Regions from separate parts of the Mus musculus genome. Here regions 1, 3 and 4 are each linked to region 2. A link is a contact called in public Hi-C data. All regions are on one chromosome and are shown on one strand. The core of a region is the stretch at or near the end of the contact, and the rest is flanking DNA. Distances in the headings are between cores, read along the strand shown.

Evidence for each region. A called contact is a pair of places that touch in the nucleus more often than the background predicts.
Region 1: a contact with region 2 is called in a Hi-C map of cerebellum, with 1.6 times the contacts expected there. The contact joins two enhancer-like sites. A contact is called at or near these places in 2 of 484 Hi-C or Micro-C datasets (bone marrow-derived macrophages and cerebellum), 2 of 115 datasets of contacts at active chromatin or transcription factors (cardiomyocytes and large pre-B cells) and 1 of 9 other capture datasets (embryonic stem cells).
Region 3: a Hi-C map of uterus shows a contact between it and region 2, with 2.2 times the contacts expected there. The contact joins two enhancer-like sites. A contact is called at or near these places in 1 of 15 datasets of contacts at CTCF or cohesin (the NIH/3T3 cell line), 2 of 484 Hi-C or Micro-C datasets (cortical neurons and uterus), 4 of 115 datasets of contacts at active chromatin or transcription factors (the NIH/3T3 cell line, astrocytes, craniofacial prominence and 1 more) and 1 of 9 other capture datasets (embryonic stem cells).
Region 4: a Hi-C map of bone marrow-derived macrophages shows a contact between it and region 2, with 18 read pairs. The contact joins two enhancer-like sites. A contact is called at or near these places in 5 of 484 Hi-C or Micro-C datasets (the BV-2 cell line, bone marrow-derived macrophages, nephron progenitors and 1 more), 5 of 115 datasets of contacts at active chromatin or transcription factors (the NIH/3T3 cell line, astrocytes, cardiomyocytes and 2 more) and 1 of 9 other capture datasets (embryonic stem cells).

The regions. Positions count from the first base shown.
Region 1 is chr4:56,089,618-56,092,690 of GRCm38.p6, reverse strand. No RefSeq gene overlaps it. Among named protein-coding and RNA genes, the nearest start is that of Gm12519, 90 kb to the right of the region's middle. Within about 2 kb of position 1,585, at least 10 of the 459 cell types and tissues checked have an H3K27ac peak or open chromatin away from gene starts, as enhancers often do. A contact at or near this core is called in cerebellum, where this site is marked.
Region 2 is chr4:55,649,209-55,652,745 of GRCm38.p6, reverse strand. No RefSeq gene overlaps it. Among named protein-coding and RNA genes, the nearest start is that of Gm12511, 79 kb to the right of the region's middle. Within about 2 kb of position 1,480, at least 310 of the 459 cell types and tissues checked have an H3K27ac peak or open chromatin away from gene starts, as enhancers often do. A contact at or near this core is called in bone marrow-derived macrophages, cerebellum and uterus, where this site is marked.
Region 3 is chr4:56,159,259-56,162,401 of GRCm38.p6, reverse strand. No RefSeq gene overlaps it. Among named protein-coding and RNA genes, the nearest start is that of Gm42291, 160 kb to the left of the region's middle. Within about 2 kb of position 1,676, at least 16 of the 459 cell types and tissues checked have an H3K27ac peak or open chromatin away from gene starts, as enhancers often do. A contact at or near this core is called in uterus, where this site is marked.
Region 4 is chr4:56,024,935-56,028,131 of GRCm38.p6, reverse strand. No RefSeq gene overlaps it. Among named protein-coding and RNA genes, the nearest start is that of Gm12519, 26 kb to the right of the region's middle. Within about 2 kb of position 1,256, at least 5 of the 459 cell types and tissues checked have an H3K27ac peak or open chromatin away from gene starts, as enhancers often do. A contact at or near this core is called in bone marrow-derived macrophages, where this site is marked.

The DNA.
Region 1 (3,073 bases), core at 336-2,835, 440 kb before region 2:
GGCTGAGGATGCAGCCCAGACTTATCAATAAGACTGTTTGCCTTGCTTGCAAAAGCAGTGTGGGGTGGTACATGCATATAACCCCAGCACATGGGAGTTGGGGCTTTAGAAGGTTTGGAAGTTAAAGGTCATTGACAGCTACATCGGAAGTTCAGGATCATCCTTGGATAGGTGACATGCCTCCTTGTCCCTTATAAACACACACACACACACACACACACACACACACACACACACACACATACACACACACACACACAAACAGAGAGAGACAGACAGAGAGAGAGAGAGAGAGAGAGAGAGAGAGAGAGAGAGAGAGAGAGAGAGATCAACCACAAAGCAGGGGAGGGAGAGAAAGAGAGAACTCTTTGCCCTCACTTTGACGTTTGTTGGTATTTCTTACTGTGAACCCTTAATTTCATTGTTACTGAACACATGCTTTTCCCAGGTTCGGTGCTAAGCCCTCTGTGGATCACTAGTGGTCTTTATCACTTAGTGATTTAATTCTCTTTACCATTATCTCTGTTACAGAAGAGGAGGCAGATTTAGAGAAGTGACTTTACTTGGTCAAGGTAAATCAGAACTGGTTATCTTTAGATAGTGGAACATGGGTATTGTATTTCAAAGCCTGGAACTTAACTGATTCTATTTCTTTTAAGCATTTGGAACGTCCTCCTGGCTGGCCTTTACTTCTTCCCAGGCTCCAGGGCTCAGTATTTCATGGCAACCTACATAAATCTTCACCAAGTTTGACTAAGTGGGTTTAAATGCAATATAAAAGTAGCCATCAACTTCATACCCTTGAAACTCTGAGACTCCAACTACAAAATTGACATGATTCAAGTAGACGGCATTAGGTGTAATCACGTGTGATGTCCCCCAAAATGAATCATTTGGGTTTCCAGGGATTGCGGAGACACACTGTGTTTAGTGTTTAACTCCATTCTGTTGCCGCTGAACTTGATGAAGGACGGTGCTTGCTTTCAACTCCGGTGTCAAGATCTGACCCTTGCCTCAGCTCTGTGTCTCAGCCCTTGTCTGTGTCTGTGCCCCAGCCCAGTCCTGGATGGGGAGTTGCTTACTACACCCTGGGTTCACACTGTATCCTCAGCGTCTAGGAACCATTTGTCACTACTTCCTCTGAGAAAAAAACCTTGGTTCTTGACTTAGCTGTGTGTCTTACATATTTAGACTGCATATTGATTTTTTTTTTCTAACTAACTGTGAATGCCTCAAGCTCAGAGACAGTGTGACATGCACGATTAGTCATTTTTATCCCTGAATTACAAATTCAGAGAGGGGAAAATAACTTGTCTCCCAGGATCCAGATGCTGTACGCTTGAGGGAGGAAGCCACAAAGGCATCATTTCTATAGTGCAATGTACCTGTTTGGGGCTGTTCTACTCTGTGACACTTGGGTTGATTTCTTTAACTGTCAATTTCTTTTGGTGACCCAGCACCTCAAGGACAAGTCTCAAACATGTCTGGCTCTCACTGCTCCCTTGGCAGTGTTGAGTGGGGGACCTTGGACTTGTCACAACCTGTTCCTGAGCCTCACTTTACTCAGCTGAAATGTGAGCATCTTGGGCCAGATGGCATCAAGCCTCCTCCTTTGATTCTACCCAGGGTGTCCATGTGTGTGGCACACATCTACTCTGTGACCTTGGCACATCATAGGCCAAACCTTGCCAAATGAGCTGACTGAGCTGAGTTATGGAAAGGGGCTGAGGAAGAATGGCTCCTTCACATGGGTGCCTGTGCAGGGCAAGCACTATCACCAGATGAAAGTGATATCAGAGAATGCCAGGCAGGCCAGCACTTCAGCCCTCCGTGCCAGCAGCTCCACAGGATCAGAGGCCTTCCTGACACACTGTGACAACAGGCCAGGTCCAGGGCAGGACACTGTGAGAAGGTGAACCAGAGTGAGACCCAGGGCTTTTGAGGGTCTTGTGACCCCCAGACATGCCAAAAGCTGACGTCAGGCTCTGCTGCTTCTCAGCTCCTATGACACAGAACAGCAATATTTTCCTTTATAGAGACTATGTCACTCACAAAGTTGGTGTTCTGTCCTGGGCAGGCTGTCCTAGAGCTCTGTCCCTCCACCTCATGTCTTCCATAGCCATAGCTGGCAAGGGGAATCCCAACACTCGACCATCTTTCTTACCATTCTCCAGAAACAGGGAGGCACAGGCAGAAAGGCTTTGTCTTCTGTGCATCTCAGGAGCTATGGCAAAGTCCCCAGCTTCTCCTGGCTCCTTTCCTAGGCCAACTTTGTCTTAGACTTCAATGCCTAGATAGGGAGCTACCTCCTTCAGGTCACAGTCCCTGATTTCCTGTGGGCTTAGCTGAGCCAGAAGCTTCCTTTTTGCCAAGTTGCGATACTTTCTCAAATCTGAGCACGCAGAAGGAAAAAGAAAACCAGTTTTCCCTTTCACTCACCTTTGCACAATTAAGCCAACACCTCAACACCTTCAAGACCTTTTTCTCCGAGCGACACAAAATATATTGGAGAATCAAAAGAAAAAAAGGGCCAACAAAGTGGCTTAGTAGGAAGAGGTTCTTGTGGGCAGGACTGACAACTGGAGTTTAATCCCTGGATCTTGTAAGGTACCAAGGAAAAATGGAGTCCCAAGAGCTGTTCTCTGATCTCTATGTATATGCTGTGATGAGTGAGCACATACATACACACACACAAACACAGAGAGAGAGAGAGAGAGAAAGAGAGAGAGAGAGAGAGAGAGAGAGAGAGAGGGAGAGAGAGAGAGATACTCTAGTGTCATGGCATACACAGTCTACTAAGAGTTAGCCAAATCACCATCTAACATGTGAAAACTTAAAGCAAGTGCCCAGAGCAGCAGCTCACTGCACTCAATAGCAAGGATAACAAGCATAGAGAACTCTTTAGAAAGATGGTAATGGGGCCGAAGAGACAGGAGTAGGCGCAGACAAAGACAGTTCAGGAAGATCAGCTGTGCATTACTGATGCCAGCATCACTAGCTGATTGTCGGGCCTCAGACATGGTGACAACATATACATGCACGTGCCTGTACCTGAAGCTGCATTTTCTCAAAG
Region 2 (3,537 bases), core at 231-2,730:
CACCCAGTCACCAAAGACAGATGTGTGGAGAACAGCTGGAAAACAGCCTTTTATCTGCCACCCAGCAGGTGGTATAACTGGATGATATACTTGGCTCAAGTGACTGTCAACCATGGGAGGGAACTATCAAAAGATTCAACAGTGTTGCAGGGGAGTACAATGAGTGGACAGCAATGAGTTAAACCTATGTCTTTGGAATTAGCCCCATTCTTCTTCTGAGGTTGTACAAACTTGGCCCAGCTGTGACCCTTTCCTGGGTCTCTGGAAGAAAGGTGAGCAAACCTGCCTTAAAGGAGAGTAAGTGACAGTGCTGTGTGAAGCTGCTGAAATATCCCAAAGCTAGGAGCCAGGTGCGGAGCTCACCTGTCACAGAGACAGGGAACGGACTCTTTGCGCCCCTATCTGAGAAAACCCAAACATAAATCATCCTTTGAAAAGGGTGCCTTGGGTGCCTCTCCTTGCAGGGGCTCGAGCCCTTTCCAAACATCCACACCCCCTTTAATCCAGGTAAACACTGAAAGAGAAACGCCTGGAAAAGTGGCGCTTTTTTTGATGTATGCAGGCAATGAACAAATGAGGCTCAGCTTCTACCGTAAGGTCACAGGAGGCTCCTGTGGGTTAGGGAACAACCTGCCACTGACTGTTAGCTAAGCTGCCCTCAAGACTGGAGAGCAGAGAAGCAGCTAGAAAACCCCTGTTGTGTGTGCTAAGTATTGCAACTCGCAGTTCTAAGAGAATGTAAGAAGAAACCGAAGAGACTCGGACAACAGAGCTAAACTTTTATTTATCCCCCTCCTGCTTGATTTGAGTAGGATCTGTTAGTCCAAAAGTAGTAACAGGATACAAGGAGGGAGGAGGGGAGGCGAGATGCTTTAGACATGGAAATTGACGTCTTTCCCCTTCTTTTTAGTTCAAAATCAAAAAGGGAATTCAAGGAGAAGAGACTAGAGCGGGTGGGGGGGGGGGGGGGGGAAGAGAGGAGAAGAGAGCGAGGAAGAGAGGAGCCCGGAGTCGTCCGCAGTCCGCGGGCTTCCTACCCGCAGAGCCAGGACCGAAAGCGCTTTTCCGCAGCCGCCGCGGGCTCGGAGCTTTTAAGGGTTTCTAATCCTGGAAGGCTGTCTGACATCACCCCGTTTCTTGTCGGCTGATGTTTCGTACAAGCCTCTCATTTCCTCAGCGATCTCGGAGCCGCCAATTACTGCCCCGATCTGGTGTTTATGTTTGCCCGGTCCTGCGCCTGGCCCCGCGCCCGCCCGCGAGCCTGCGCTTCCCTGGCCGCGCGGCCCGAGGGGGTGGGTGGGGGGCCCTGGCCCGCGCACCCCAGCGCAAGGGAGGGGTCCCCCTTCATTTTTTTTCATTGACTTCAGCACCATGTGATCAGGAAGTCTGGCCTCCCTCCATTTCCCCTCCCGACTGAAGGGAAACATTGTGTAGCAGCCTGCCGCGGCCACTGGTGGGATGGCCTTCGCTGGCCTGACGTAGGGGGATAAAAATAACCGGCATATTTAAGGCCGGAGCAGGAATCCCGGCGCTCACACGCGGCCTGGTCAGTTCCCGACGCCGCCAGCAGCGCTCTGCGCAGCATCCTAGCTGCTGCGCCAGCCAGCTCGGGAGTGCCTGCACCGCACATCTTGCCCTTGACCTGGGGACCCAGGCCTTGGAGAGGCACCTCGCAGAGCCCTACCCTCTCCATCCTCGGCGGCCTTGCGTTCTGTGTGCTGCCTCCCTAGAGATGAGAAAGGAAAATGCACATCAGGATGGCCTCAGAGAAAGTGGCCAAGAAGCCTGATGCTCCCAAGGTTAATACAGCCTTTGTCTCAGGGGAAGGTGACAACAAGCTGCCACTCCAAAAGCTGCATGCCTCCAGCCAGGCTCAAATCAAGTCCCTTCTACACCTCCCTTTTATACTGGAACTGCGTGTTTCGAAGATTTACAAACATGTGGGAGAGCGAAAAAACAAAGCAGCAGCATTTATCAAGGCCAACTTCATCAAATAAAACAGAAAAGATCCACCATCATCACTACGCCCCTAGAATACCTAGTAGTCTGAAATAATATGATTTCCCAGTAACTTGTCCAGCTGTTGCCCACCCCACCCCACCCTACCCCACCCCCAGCCAGAACACTCAGGCTGCCCCCTACAGCCCTTCACTGGGGCCGCCAGCTATGCAGGGACCCAGAAAACAGAAAAGGAGGAATATTCCTTGTGCCTAGATGTGGAAGCCCTCATATCCCACAAGCACCCTCCCTCCCTGTGAATCTGTCTGCAGCTGGCATTCTCCTGCTCATGCCCTCGGGTAAACCTAGTGCCCTGTACAAGAATTTCGGACCTCTTATTTTTACACAAAGGGAAACTGAGGCTGGGCGAGGTGAGTCAATGTGCTGATAGGACTTTCTGCACCATCTCCGTTCAGTTGCATCATCCATGCCGTGGCGATTTCTCACTTCGTGGAAGGAAGCCAACTCAGTTCTGCTGCCCCTCCTCCTCAGCTCCAATCCAGCCCAGCAGAGGTGAGTTCTCTGACCTGTGGAAACCTCACCTCTGCTCCATACACAAGTTTTTACTCCCAATTAAAAATGAGAAGTCTCCCTGTCTTCCGTTGTCTAAAGTAACAAGATATTCCAAAATTTCTGGCACAGTGACTCTCCTAAAAAGCCAAATGTTATGAGGAAAAGGAACGGACACCCTCCCTCCCTCCCTCCCTCCTTCCCTCCCTCTCCACTTTTTGGTATTACAGGGATGACAAATATCTATTTGTCCGGGTGGACGAGGCAAAGAAGTATTCCCTAAGAAAGACTGAGATTTAACCACCTCAGAGGAGGAGACTCCAAGGATAGATGTGACTTGGCTGATTCTGCAGCTCCCAGCACACTGACTGACAATTGCTGTTCTTGACCCATAATAATTAGACTGAATGGATAGAAGGGATGAGGGAAGCCAGGTACAGCAGATCAACCGAGGTACATCAGAAATGTGTGGTCTGGTCAAAGCTTTAGTGACTAGTGATAGTCACATTACCATATCCCTGGAAGGTAGATGCCATTGTCCCCGCTGTGAGTGTACAGAAAGTGCCACAATATGAAAGTCTGAGCACAGCATTTGAACCCAGACAGCTTACTTCCAGAAGCTGTGTTCTTAACTACTAGGCTAAATTCCAAAAAGCTGAGATGTCAGAGAAGCACCCACCCTTCCCTAGGCACCTCCTTGGTTCCATGAGGCTGAGTCCTGAAGAAGAAAAGGCTTTGTCTCTCAAGGCCCCAGGTCTCAGAGAGAGAAGCTTGAACACACAACTGGACTACAAGTACCTCACAGGCAGACATGGCACACCCTCTTCTCAGTTACCCTACATCGCTGACACAAATGTCTGTTGAAATGGTTACTCCTTACAGAAGCCAACCTCTGGACCATCAGCCATCTTCCCTATTTGCATCGAATGTAGCTAATGACTATGACATCAATCAAGCCTACCTAGCTGCTTTTCCTCTGGCCTGAGAATATCTGAGGACAGAAATAGTGACTGGCCTGGTCAGTATGGG
Region 3 (3,143 bases), core at 427-2,926, 510 kb before region 2:
GGCTAAGTTTGATGACCAGTGTCTCCCAGCTTTCTGCCAGTCTCTGCCACTGCTGCACTGGTATGACAAGTACTTACCACCGTTCCACACCCAGCTTCGTTACATGAGTTGTGGGGATTGAACTCAAGACCTCATTCTTTCAAGGCAAGAAACACAGACAGGGCATCTCCCCAGTTCAATATTGTGGACGCCCGACTCGCCAGCAAGGAAGATGCCATAACAGGATTCTTCTGCACACGTTTATTGGAAGAGCGTGATAGCAAAGGCGAAAGACCCCGAGCCCCAAAACTGGCATTGCTTATATACTCTCAGCCCCCCCCCCCCACCATCATCCACTTACAGCAGGCCACGCCACCTCACCAGGCATGCAGCTTCAGCCAATCAGGGCGGCAGGGGCATGTTTCCACCAAATATGCACTTGTTTACACCGCCAGCATCATGGTGCACCTGCGCAGCTCTCACGATGGTCGTGGCTTATTTTCAGGTGTATGAGGAAGTCAGGTGCAAGTCATAAGACTTAGCTGCAGTCCCGGGTGCCATCTTGGGACTGCTGCCACACCCGCTCCTCACACAATATATCTAAGAGTGTAAAACCAGGCAAAGAAGAGCTTGATTTCAAAGATATTGAAGACATTACATAGAAATGAAATTTTGATTAAACAACCAGAAGGTGAGCCTTTGGAGTGGGGCATGTCATTATGTAGAAGGTACCTTTTTAGGTAGATGAGTGTCATATTGTGTAAGCAATCATACTAGATAGTCTGTGGCACTTTTAGACCTTTGTGTATAAGTTTAAACCCCTTTATTTTGATACCCGTGTCATTTCACAATAAAAATTGTCTATAAAAGTGGAATAGTGGTTACCAGAAAAAAAATAGATTGTCATGTGCCCATTGCCCAAAGCCACTGTTGGAAACACCTCACTGCATCTCTCTGCAATTAAGAACACATCCTTCCCCCTCCTCCATCTGTTTCATTCATGGCCTGTGTAAAGTACAATGGGGCAGCCGAGGGAGAGCTTTTGTTTGGTTACTGTTCGGGATTTTCCCCCTGTATTTGAATGAACCATATTGAATAAATAATGACTTGATGGAGCAATGTGTGTCTAATTAAGCTCCTGCTTCCCTCATGCCTTTCAGGGCTCTAACATTTACTGAGTTAAAGCTTCGATCCTGTTGGTGAGGCCACGCACCTCTCTTCTCCAGGGATCTCCTCCATTTCTGAGGTGGGAAGCAAACCATCAGGCTGCAGATTTTATTAGAAGCAGGAAGTAGTGTCAGGAATATTAAGCAGGCCCCGTGTTGATCCCTCCACATGCCTGTCAGCTCGGCTCTCCTCTGGCTGGAAGGCCTGGACCTTGCTTCTTCTGTGTTATATAAGCTGAGAGACTGACTTGATCTGCATGGATGGGCTGCACAGGCCCTCGGCTGTCCTCTTGCCAAGTGTTCCAAAGCATGGAGCTGCTCGTTTAAATGAGCCCTCAGAGGGGAACTGAATTTTTCCTCACTGACCCCTGCTCATATCACAAAACATTTTTGATACATTTGGATTAAAATGTCACCCTCACGTGTGTCCTTCTTTTCGCAAGATGCGTGGAAACTGGATCAGACCGAATATGAAGCAAACCAGGCCCATCTGATTCATCCAGCGTACTCATTAACATCCTCCCATGTTGCTCTCTCTGTGACCCATTTTGAGTCATCCTTCTGGTGACTAACAGGGACTACATACAGCAATAGGCAATGGGTCCCAAATTGCTAGTAGGACCTTTTTACCAAAGCAAGGGATCTTCCCACACTCTGAGTGACCATCATCGGCCTTTGCACGTCTGTCTTCCAGACTGCTTAGCTGTTCTCTTGAATTAGACAATGCATCAAAAGCACAAACACGTTTGTGCCTGATTACATTCATTCAGATCCATACTGGGACACTGGGACACTGGGACCCACTATGCACCAGCCCTGCAGTAGGTGATGGAGCTCAGAGGGGGCTCAATTTCACAGTTGTCATGGAAGTGAATTCATCTCACTCCAGTGACACAAATGCAATGTTGGGGATGCTTATAGGACAGGAGGAGAGGATTTTTAATGATCAACACTAAGAAGAACACAGACTAGGGCTGGGGTCCAGATTAGTTTTCCATGTCAGAAAGAGATTCATTACATCATTGACAAGAAAATTAGAAGACCAAAACTAAACTTTTTTTTTCCAAAAAAGTAACTTGCTTCAAGATGGTAAAATGCCACAAATACTCTTAATTAAGAATGCAGACTGGGGTCTGGAGAGATGGCTCAGGAGTTAAGAGCACTTGCTGCTCTTGCAGAGGTCCCTTGCTCAGTTCCTAGCACCTACATCAGGTAGTTTACAATCACCTGAAACTCAGTTCCAGGGCAGCTGATGCCCTCTTCTGGCTTGCTCAGACACCTGCACCCTGGGGCGCACATACACACTCTCAGGCATACTCACACATAGGAATAAAATAAAGGCAGCAATTAGAATGAAGCCCAGAGGTGGCTGACAGACATGTTCTCATCACAATGATGAAAGAACAAAACAAGAACAAAAACAAAACAACCAAAATAACCCCCCAAAGTCCCCAAGCCCCAAACCCAAATCCCAACAATAAAGAAACAAGAATGAAAAAAAAATGCCTGCCAATTTTCTCAGAGTAGAAAAGCTGTACTCTAAATCCTCTGCCACAGTGTGTTCATCTGAGATCTAAGCACACTGTATCTCACTGGAAGCTCAATGCTCATCAATGGACCAGATTAGTTAATGGCTTATTATATAAACCATGTGTGCACTTATGTAGAAAGTGTGAGAGCTGGTGTTTCATACAGAACGTGTAGAAATGAGCACACATGGAAAACTGGCTTTAGCTGGCCCCCAGTGAGACAAGTTGGTGCTAATGATAGCTTAGTCTCACCACTGGCTTTGTACAATTTGTAGAGAGCATTTGACCCACCCTGGTTACTCTCTCATCATTGTTTGAGATGGAGACTGTGGGAATGAAGAGACATACTCATGTGTTTCATTCTCTCTGTTCCACATTTGGCACATTTAGCAGAAGGTCCCAGGACCTATAGGAGGAAAACTGAATTACAGGTGAGGCTGAAAATACAGAATATAGAAATACCCACCCA
Region 4 (3,197 bases), core at 7-2,506, 380 kb before region 2:
CAACATACTGACTGACCCTTTCCAGACAAGGCTTGCCAGTGCTACGGAAGGACTCACAGTGGGTTTAAGAGCCAACCAAATGATGCCATGAAAAGCTAACTGGTGCTGGAGAGGCCAGGGTATCATTGGCATGAGATGGTCACTGTCGTCTTCTCTCATGGGACCACCCCCATCTCCATTCCTTTCTTTTGCATTTTAATTTCACCTCTTGCATGCTTCTTCCCTATTTTTCTTTTATTCCCACACTCGGACTATTTCTATCCACCAAATATTATTTTAAAGGAATAATTTATATCACAGTATATAATATCTTTGCAATATAGTATCTTAAGTAATTCTTTGAGAATACCACACATGCATATAATGGATTCTGATCCCAATCGCCTGTAAATAACACCATGATGACCAAGTATGAAAGCAGAATAGACATATTTACATGGTCTAGTTCTGGAAGAATATTTTTAAGTCGTGTCCAAGGACAAGAAGGAAGATGAAGACTACTACATCGTTATGAATAGCCGCTTCTAGAGTAAGCCTTACTACTTACTCTTCTTTTTCTGCCCTCTTACACAATCATAATGAATCCATCCTATCTGCCAAGCGTCTGTGATTTAAGCAGCCTGGTTTCAGCGCTCCTGTCATTACATAGACATTGTCTGTAATAGGGCCTCCCACACTGCTACATGTTGGACACACTCGTAAATCCTACCTGTGATTCATCTCCGTTGAATTTGTGAAACTGCTCTGGAGAAGAGTCACTGAGTATGTGGAAAATATTACTGCCATTTTTATTTTTTGCAATCTTGTTTAAAAAAAAAATAGTCCTGCTACCCCAGAAGTCTAAATTGTGATCTTAATTCTGCCCACCAGGGTTTATTTGTGAACACTGATTCTACTTTTTGAGCTGCCATTGGGAAAGATTATTTCTGATGGAGCCCGACCTTCTGAAGCTGGCATGCACAGTGCAATGGAAGGAAATAAAAGCATTATGTCTTTTAAAATGAGCGTTCCAGCTTTGCTGTTTCCCAGCCATTTTATGCCAGCTTCCAGTGCCTCAGTTTCCCCATCTGTGGGCTTACCAATAATGCACCAGGTTAAGATTGAAGAGTGTGATTCAAATGCAAGCAACCATATCAGCCTGGCAGTGAACAGGTGTTTGCAAATGGCCTTCTATGAAGGAGATGAACTAAGTGAGAGTCCTTATTAAGGGAGGATGCAATGGTGTCATGGAAGAATCCAGAAGGAAGCCGTACTTCCTGTCTCTGACTCAGCCAGAAGCAGGAAGAATCTGCCGCACGCACATGTTCTGTGAGTTGCACACTGTCAACTTGTTGAAGGCACGGAAGGATGAGTCAGGGGACATGGGATCTGCTTTGCTGTGAATTTTATGTGCTTCTTACATAAGCCATGGTGAAATTCTTGCCCTATATCTATATGTCTTAATATCTGGCCATATATCTATCTGTCTATACATCTATAACGTGAAGGTTGGTTTCAGATAGAAATTTCTCCAAGTTTTTACGATATTTGATACAAAGATGGTATAGACTTGAAACACTAGGAAAATATGTCTATTGACTAAAGAAACCAGTGATATTTATTTTTATGTTATTGAAGATTAATACATAGAGTTCTTCATTATGGATGAAGAAAAATGGATTGTGTATATGCACTGTAGTTTCTTTACTCTCCCCTTTGTTAGCAGACACCTAGGTGGGCTCTGCTAACTTAAGTGTGGTGACTCATCTGCCAATAACCACTGATGGCACAACCAATGATTTTGTTTTAAATATCACCTTGAAAAATGAAAGCATATAGTGTAATTGTAGTATTTTCTAAGCCACCACACAGCTCCTCAGACTCCATTTTCAAACAATCTTAGGATTTGGAAAGACAAGTGCCCCATCCTATCATCAGGAGGAAAGCAGACTTGTGATCACCCCGATTGTAAATAAATGTACCCAGACCTCAAACCAAACCGGCCTGAAACCAATTTTGCAAACTCTCTTCTTTCAGGGAGAATCCATGTCAGTGCGTCAGGTAGTTACTGTGTCAGCTTCAGGTACCGGTGGTTCACATTTATTGCCCACACGCTTTCTGTCTGAGAGGAGGTCTTCTTGCGCGGCTCTAGGACTTTCCGGCATGAAGAATTCATTTGCCTAGAGCTGTCTTTGTAATGCTCGCTCTAGATTTTATTAAAGGAGAGTCCTCAAGCAAGAAATGTTCCAACAGAGGGCAGGCAGTGACATCAGGAGCACAAGATGCCCTGATTAGTGGCCATGGCCTCCTGTTTGATGGTGTCTGGAGAAAGATGCTTAATAGCTGGGTTCATCACACACGTGATCTACAGAGTATCATCCAAATAGAAAGCAGAGCCCCTTTTTGGTGTCGGTACCAGTAAACTCAGGACGAATCCAAATCCTTGGAGTTTCGGTGTACCCATGGGAAAATTTATAAAATAACTGCCTGATGAATGTTCCCTTTACCACAGGCCTACTGTCTTTCTCTCTAGAACCTCCCCTGTTTCTTGCAAGAGGATGACGTATCCTCCTCTGAGTCCTCAAGCCACAGTCTTTGTCTACTGAGGCATCTGTTCATCACAGGACAGTTCTGATTGTATGTTTATTTACACGTCTCTCCCACTGGGCTGTGTGGTTCATCAAGACAAGACTGTATAAACACACCACAAACTCATGCATGCATGTACTCGCACGCATGCTCACAATGGCACACACACACTGAGTGTATGTTTTCAGATCTGTTCCAGTCTTAAGATTTCAGAGTCAAGGATTACCATGTGTGACTCTGGGGATGTCATAGTGGATCCAAGATTCCACCAGCTCTCCTCACCATCCTGACATTTCTGTCCCTAGGTCTCATTTTTTACATTTTTGTAGCTCCATATCCTTCCTCGATGTTCTGACATACATGGTGTGCATACCTGAGAGAATATTCTTCCTCTTTCTGGAATGCTCTTCTCCTAAAAACACACAGTCTGGTAGCATCCCTTCTTTCTTACTTTGTTTTGTTATTTTATCTTGACTCAGTCATTTTTGGGGGATTCCATCATTTCAATGAAACTAAATTTGTCCTGTGCTATATTCTACTAGCTCCTCCCTAAGTACCCCAAAACGTCCAACATTTCTTCCCTCGCTTTGCATTTTCACTTCCAGGGTACTAATCAACTTTTAACTTGT